Linked DNA regions of Macaca mulatta: region 2 is linked to region 1. The links are chromatin contacts, called in public Hi-C maps. All regions are on one chromosome and are shown on one strand. The core of a region is the stretch at or near the end of the contact, and the rest is flanking DNA. Distances in the headings are between cores, read along the strand shown.

The links. A called contact is a pair of places that touch in the nucleus more often than the background predicts.
Region 2: a Hi-C map of blood shows a contact between it and region 1, with 4 times the contacts expected there. The contact joins the promoter of ERRFI1 here to the promoter of SLC45A1 in region 1. A contact is called at or near these places in 5 of 14 Hi-C or Micro-C datasets (blood, fetal cortex germinal zone, fetal cortical plate and 2 more).

The regions. Positions count from the first base shown.
Region 1 is chr1:232,469,779-232,473,764 of T2T-MMU8v2.0, reverse strand. It overlaps SLC45A1 (solute carrier family 45 member 1), which reads left to right and starts at 1,269. Exons shown (of 7, transcript XM_077975691.1): 1 at 1,269-1,341. It overlaps LOC144336616 (a long non-coding RNA gene), which reads right to left and starts at 3,660. Exons shown (of 2, transcript XR_013408585.1): 1 at 2,891-3,660; 2 at 1,269-2,399.
Region 2 is chr1:232,769,766-232,773,780 of T2T-MMU8v2.0, reverse strand. ERRFI1 (ERBB receptor feedback inhibitor 1) reads right to left here and starts at 1,710. Exons shown (of 4, transcript NM_001261681.1): 1 at 1,635-1,710. All of the region lies in intron 3 of LOC144336610 (a long non-coding RNA gene), which reads left to right.

The DNA.
Region 1 (3,986 bases), core at 20-2,519:
GGGGGTATAACCTGGGGTTATAATTCCACTACCGGCTGCATAATTATTCGATCCATGATGATTGGACTCAGCCCAGCTCACTTCTGCCCCGGCCTTTGTACTTGCTCTTCCCAGTGCCTGGCGTGACTCCCCACACGTCAGCCTGGCTGGCCTCCTCAGCTCCTCGGGTCCTTCTTTTCTTTTTGAGATGGAGTCTCACTCTGTGACCCAGGCTGGAGTGCAGTGGCACGATCTCAGCTCACTGCAACCCCTGCCTCCCAGGTTCAAGTGATTCTCCTGCCTCAGCTGAGCAGTTGAGATTACAGGCACTTGGCACCACTTCTGGCTAATTTTTGTATTTTTAGTAGAGATGGGGTTTTGCCATGTTGGCCAGGCTGGTCTCGAACTCCTGACCTCAGATGATCTGCCCGTCTCGGCCTCCCAGAGCACAGGGATTACAGGTGTGAGCCACCGTGCCTGGCCTGCTCCTCAAGTCCTTCTTCTAGTGTCACCTTCGAGGTGAGGACTCGCCAACAACCCGATGGAAACCTGCAAGGCTGGCACCTCCCCAGCCCCACACTCCCTAACCCCTTCTCTAGGGCGTTGCCATCTTCTGACATACCATTTCTTTTATGTCTTGTTTAATGTGGGTGCATCTGTCTCTCAAATGTCCTGCAGCTGGGTGCGGTGGCTCACACCTGGTCTTTGGGAGGCCGAGGCAGAAGGATCACTTGAGCCCAGGAGTGGAGACCAACCTGGGCCACATAGCAAGACCCTGTCTCTCCGTATTTTAAAAAAGGAAATAAATAATAAATGCATCAAATGTCACTCCCGGGGGGCGGGAACTCTGCCTTGTTTCCCGCGGCATCCCCAGGACTTGGACAGCTGCGGGCCCAGAGCCGCGACGCCTGCAGCAGGCCCGGCTCCCCGACTGAGCACATGGGCACAGGCTTGGCACACGCACTGCGGCATTCACGTATCAGCGAACACATGGGCATCTATTTATACATGAAGACACGAAAATGTATTCATTTCTTTTAAAATCAGAAGCAAACGGTGAGAACTGTGAGGCCGAGGGGAAGTTTTCCTCTGGGATCCTGGCAGACCCTGGAGACCGCGCCGTCGTGCGCGAAACACCGGGACGGGCCTCCCGCGCGAAGGACCCAGGAGGACGCCGGGCTCCCCTCCCGTCCGCGGGGCCCCGGGCGCGGCGCCGCTTTAAGGCTCCGAACCCCGCGCGGATGCAGAGGCTGCGGCCATGACGTCAGCGCCCCGCCCCGGGTGATGCTGCAGCAGCCGGGACCGCGGCCGGGCAGGCAGCAGCCCAGCGGGGACAGGGATGCCTGCCGTCTCCACCCACAGGTACCACCGTCTCCTCCGCGCCCTCCGCCCGCTCCCTGGCTCGGTGCCTGCCGGAGCGCCGCGCCCTGGGCCCCGGGGTAGTCAGGGCGCCGAGATCGGGACCCGAGGCCGGCACGGAGACCTTTGTTCCTCGTGGAAGTCTCATGAATTGCAGAGTCCACGGAGCTCCTCCGTCTCGCCCCTCCGAGGGCAGGAGCCTCGGGTCCAGGGGAAGGTGCCGGCCAGATGGCAGGTGCTCTCATCCTTGCTGGCAAGGGGAAGAAACCCCGGCCTTGGCCCCAGCTCCTGATGCGCTCCTTGAGCCGGAGGCCTGGTCCCTGGTCACCTGGGCAGGTGTCATCCGCTCCCAGCTCACGTCTTGCCTGGGGCTGAGCCCTCTTGTTGACCAGGGGCCTGGCAACGCCCCTCAGCATCCCAGGGTTACTTAGCGAGGGCACCGAGGACTCCCCTTTCCCTAGCGAGTCAGCACCGAGGGGAACGCTCTGAGATGGAAGCCGTTCAGCTCCTTCTGCCCTCGACAATAAGCAACTTCTCCAATTATTTCTAGAGTGACAGCCTTGCATGTTTTTCAGCTCTTACAGGGAAGCAGAGTCAGGTGCGGAGAAAGCCACGTTCAGGCTGCACCTGGCCTGGGCTTTTGGGAAAAGTTGGCCCTGGAGTAGGGGTCAAGCTGCCGGAGATGCAAAGTGGGAAACGGCCGCGATTCAGTAACTAGCCTATTAAGTGCACCCTCCCAAGTCCGCAGAGCCCCTTCCTGGTCCGGGAGGACCTCACTGAAGAATTTTGAGAATGGGTAGAAAGAAGCGTGAGGGGCTGGGCTCGGCGGCTCATGCCTGTAATCCCAGCACTTTGGAAGGCCGAGGCGGGTGGATCACCTGAGGTCAGGAGTTCTAGACCAGCCTGGCCAACATGCGGAAACCCCATCTCTACTGAAAAAACAAAATTAGCCGGGCGTGGTGGAGCATGCCTGTAATCCCAGCTACTTGGGAGGTTGAGGCAGGAGAATTGCTTGAACCTGGGAGGCGGAGTTTGCAGTGAGCCCATATTGCACCACTGCTCTGTAGCCTGGGTGATAGAGTGAGACTTGTACCAAATAAATAAATAAGTAAATAAGCCTGAGGAAGGGAAGTGGCCCAAGGCAACCCTGTGGCGGGAACCCATTTTCATAAAGAGAAGAAAGAAATGAGGAAATGGTTTTGGCTCGTAGTAGGATCGTTGCAAGCATTCAAACTACATGGACACTGATTACTTTTATTATTCATTTGCCGCTTAAACTTCCCACAACACAGTTGGAGGGATCTGTTACTTTAAACATCCCCTGTACTCCGGAAGCATAGTGGGCCCCTGTATAACCTTTGGGGGGTCCAGGGAGATGAGTGCATTTCCTTTTGACCGAGTAAATGGTCATATGGTGCAGTAAAGATGGTCTGGCGAATGTTTGCATTTGTGTATTAAAATCAGATTTTATGATCTTAATTTCCACTTTCACCCATTTTTATGGAAACATTAAAAAATGATTTTTTTTTTTTTTTTTGAGACAGAGTCTCACTCTGTTGCCCAGACTGGAGTGCAGTGGCACAATCTCGGCTTACTACAACCTTCACCTCCTGGGTTCAAGCAATTCTTCTGCCTCAGCCTCCAGAGTAGCTGGGATTACAGGCACCCACCACCATGCCCAGCTAATTTTTTGTCTTTTTAGTAGAAACGGGGTTTCTCCATGTTGGCCATGCTGGTCTCGAACTCCTGAGCTCAGGTGATCTGCCCACATCGGCCTCCCAAAGTACTGGCATTACAGGCATGAGCCACTGTGCCTGGCCTCAAAAATGAATTTCTAAAATTCTTCTTAGAATAAACATTTGTGAACAACTTTTACTAAATGTAGTTTTAATAAAAATGGTAATGCTGATCCCCAGATTTGAAGATGAATCCTTAGTAAAGACTTTCCCAGCCAGGATTAAACTAGGTTTAATTCTGGTTCAGATGCTAGAGAGAAGTTCATTGAGTGTGCGAGGCTCTCCCTTCTGCTGGGACAGGCTCCAGTGGGGTGTGGCGGAGGTGGCAGTAGAGTTATCCTCTTGCAGGTAGAGAAGTGGGCCATCTACGTAGTCCACTTTAAATAAGGTCGAAGAGGCTCCTCTTTTCAAAAAGACACTTCAGGGGCTGGGCGTGGTGGCTCATGCCTGTAATTCCAACAGTTTGGGAAGCCAAGGCAGGCGGATCCCTTGAGCCCAGGAGTTTGAGGCCAGCCTGGGCAACATGGCGAAACCCCGTCTCTACAAAAAAAAAAAAAAAAAAAAAAATACAAGAATTAGCGTGGTGTGGTGGTGTGCACCTGTAGTTCCAGCTATTTGGGAGGCTGAGGTGAGAGGATCACCTGAGCCCAGGGAGGTTGAGGCTGCACTGAGCCATGATGACTGTACTCCAGCCTGGGCTAGATAGACGGAGACTCTCTCTCTCACTCTCTCTCTCTGTTTCTCTCTCTATACACACACACACACACACACACACACACACACACACACTTCTGCCATATGCTGTTTAAAGCTGAAATTTTTCCAAATTAGGCCACAGTTCTTCATTCCAAATTTAAAGGGAAGCTTTCTAATGCACTTAAGTTCACATTATGGTTAAATGCTGATCAGAAA
Region 2 (4,015 bases), core at 461-2,960, 300 kb before region 1:
AAGGCAGAGTGCCTACCCTTAAGGAGTTTACAATCTAATATATCTGTCAGGTTATAAATCGTTAGTCCAAGACCTCTATCACTTATTATCGAGTGTCACCTGGAACACACAGGTGAAAAAAAACCTCTGCTTGAAGTGAAGGGAATGACAAATAGTTTCTGAAGTCCATGCTAAATCCTCTGTTATTTTTCTTCAAACTTGCTAATATCTGGAAAAGAGCTTGCTTGATAACATATTGGTAACCAATTACAGCCAGCATGTTAGCAAGAAACCAGCTTCTTTTATTTTGGTCTTTGCAAAATTTGGTCATTTGCGGAGACCTAGCCTGTCTTTGGTTTCTGTTCAAATAAAATTTCACTTAAAACTGTATATTGTAATTACAGAAACGTAAGAAAAGAAATGCAGTTAAAAAAATAGGTACAGTGAACTTGGGTGTTCAGTCTCAACAAATGCGTACCCATTGCATTCTTACACATTTATAAAAGGTTGAACATTTGTTCTGGACGGGAAAAAAACGGCATTTTAACCTCACCTCTCTTCACCCCTGACAGTTGCCTAGAAACCAGTCTTGCCCTACCTGTGTTGCAGGTGTACCTCAAGTCACCAACACATCTCTTTTAAAGCTACAGCCTCCATTCTGACTTAAGTTTATGACTAACAATCTATTCATATTTTTATCAGGTAAGAGACTGGTTTCTTTCAAGCAATGATGAAATCCTAATAAAGACGTAGCAAGCACCAATACAGCACCATTCACGGTTAAGGAGTCATCTAATTTGTACAGGGCTATGATGTACATATAAATACACAAATTCCCAATAAGCATTCGCATCTTGAACACATTAATTCTGCAGTCCCATTCCATTCAAAGCGGTACTTAAGACATTCAGAGCAAAGAATCACGTTTCTAGGAGAGAAGGAAGAGTTCAGAACAGCTTAGACGAATTTTTAAATACTGATTTCGGCATTACCATCGTCGCTGGGAGACGAGGCAGAGGGACCGGGGCTGACCGCCAAAGAGAACCGGTACCAACCACCGCAAGCAATCACCGAGCCTCCCACCCCAGCTTTCAAGACAGGATTTACGGGCACACGGTGTCAACAAGACAACGCAACCCCGATTTTTACAACGAAAAAAAAAAAAAAAAATCAAACAAGCCCCTAGCGCCGAAGACGCTCATCCCCGCCGGGCCACCCCGCAAGCGCAGGCGGCGGGACTAGGACTCTCAAGCTCGCCGCTCCCGAAGCCCCGTCCGCTCCAGCGGTCCCGGCGTGCGGGGACGTGTCCCGGGCGCTCGGGTGCATGGCCCCGGCCAACCGAGGGGCCGCGCGGCGACCACGGCCGGCGTGGAGAAGAAGGCGGGCGCCGGCACCTCGCGGCGTCCCCAGGCCCGGGCTGCGCCGCCGGGGAGGGTCCCGCCCTCCACACCTCAATGAGGAGAAGCCCGCGAGCGACCGGCCGGCCCCTCCCTCCGTCCCAGAGACTCCGCGTCGCGGCGACCCTCCCCGCGCCCTCCACGCCCCCGCCCTCGCGTCGGGGAGCCGCCTGGATCCCAGCACCCGGCGCTGGGGCCCCTGAGGGAACCGAGCGCTGCGTGGCCCTCCCCACCCCCTCAGTGCGCCAGGCCCCTTACCCCGGAGGAGCGGCGGCTGCCCCGCGGCGCCCTCCCGCGCATGTCCGTCCCGGCTGGCTCAGCGCCGCGGGCTCAGGGGCCCGGACATCGCGCAGGCGCCTCTCAGTTGCTCGCGCTCCCGCTAGCGAACTGCCTCGCAATGGGCCGCCGTCGCCGCGGCTGCCGCCGCCGCCTCTATATATAGCATAGGCCCCTGGCCGTGAGGTCGCCGCGGCCAACCCCGCCTCCTCCCGCAGCCAATCAGGGCGCGCGCCGCTTAAAGGGGCGATGCCGCGGCCGAGGCGTTTGCGCGGGGCCCACCGTGGCGTAGCGCGGCGCTGCCGGGAGGCGGCTTTGTGTCCGGGGCGGCGTCTCCGGGTTGACCGCGGCCGCAGCTCCGCTCCTCTGCCCGAGCCGTGCGGCACTCCCGGGAACCTCTCAACGCCGAGCTTTCCTCAGAAGCCCGCGGCCACCTGGGCCTCGGACGCCGTTCCTGCCCGAAGTGAGGGCACATCGAGCCTCGCGCGGGATTTCCTATACATTCAGGGTCCGGGCAAGATTGTGCGTTTTTCCCTCTCCGCGGGCCGCCGCTGGCCGTGTGGGCCGAGGAAGCCCTGGAGGGGGAGAAGGGAGCCTCTCTCGACTGGGCCTGCGGCGTGGGAGGGACAGTGAGGGACGCTTAGGAACTGTGTGGGGCAGTGAAGGACAGCGTGGGATGATGAGGGACGGTGTGGGCCGTGAGGGACAGTGCGGGGCTGTGGGACAGTGAGGGACAGTGTAGGACAGTGAGGGACAGTGTGGGACAGTGAGGGACAGTGTGGGACAGTGCGGGACAGCAGGACGGTGAGGGACAGTGTAGGACAGTGAGGGACAGTGTGGGACAGTGAGGGACAGTGTGGGACAGTGAGGGACAGCAGGATGGTGAGGGACAGTGTAGGACGGTGAGGGACAGTGAGGGACAGTGTGGGACAGTGTGGGACAGTGAGGGACAGTGTGGGAGAGCAGGACGGTGAGGGACAGTGTAGGACAGTGAGGGACAGTGTGGGACAGTGTGGGACAGTGAGGGACAGTGTAGGACAGTGTAGGACAGTGAGGGACAGTGTGGGACAGTGCGGGGCTGTGGGACAGTGAGGGACAGTGTGGGACAGTGAGGGACAGTGTGGGACAGTGCGGGAGAGCAGGACGGTGAGGGACAGTGTAGGACAGTGAGGGACAGTGTGGGACAGTGTGGGACAGTGAGGGACAGTGTAGGACAGTGTGGGACAGTGCGGGAGAGCAGGACGGTGAGGGACAGTGTAGGACAGTGAAGGACAGTGTGGGACAGTGTGGGACAGTGAGGGACAGTGTAGGACAGTGTGGGACAGTGCGGGACAGCAGGACGGTGAGGGACAGTGTAGGACAGTGAGGGACAGTGTGGGACAGTGCGGGACAGCAGGACGATGAGGGACAGTGTAGGACAGTGAGGGACAGTGCGGGGCTGTGGGACAGTGAGGGACAGTGTGGGACAGTGAGGGACAGTGTAGGACACTGCGGGAGAGCAGGACGGTGAGGGACAGTGTAGGACAGTGAGGGACAGTGTGGGACAGTGCGGGACAGCAGGACGGTGAGGGACAGTGTAGGACAGTGAGGGACAGTGTGGGACAGTGCGGGACAGCAGGACGATGAGGGACAGTGTAGGACAGTGAGGGACAGTGCGGGGCTGTGGGACAGTGAGGGACAGTGTGGGACAGTGAGGGACAGTGTGGGACAGTGCGGGAGAGCAGGACGGTGAGGGACAGTGTAGGACAGGGACAGCAGGACGGCGAGGGACAGTGCGGGACTGTGGGACCGTGTGGGACAGTGAGGGACAGTGTGGGACAGTGTGGGATGATGAGGGACGGTGTGGGCCGGTGAAGGACAGTGTAGGATGGTGAGGGACAGTGTGGGACAGTGAGGGACAGTGCGGGGCCATGGGACAGTGTGGGTCAGTGAGGGACAGTGTGGGTAGTGAGGGACAGTGTAGGACAGTGAGGGACAGTGCAGGGCCGTGGGACAGTGTGGGTCAGTGAGGGACAGTGTGGGTCAGTGAGGGACAGTGCGGGACAGCAGGAAGGTGAGGGACAGTGTAGGACAGTGAGGGACAGTGAGGGACAGTGTGGGACAGTGAGGGACAGTGTGGGACAGTGAAGGACAGTGCGGGACAGCAGGAAGGTGAGGGACAGTGTAGGACAGTGAGGGACAGTGAGGGACAGTGTGGGACAGTGTAGGACAGTGAGGGACAGTGTGGGACAGTGTGGGACAGTGCGGGACAGCAGGACGATGAGGGACAGTGTAGGACAGTGAGGGACAGTGCGGGGCTGTGGGACAGTGAGGGACAGTGTGGGACAGTGAGGGACAGTGTGGGACAGTGCGGGAGAGCAGGA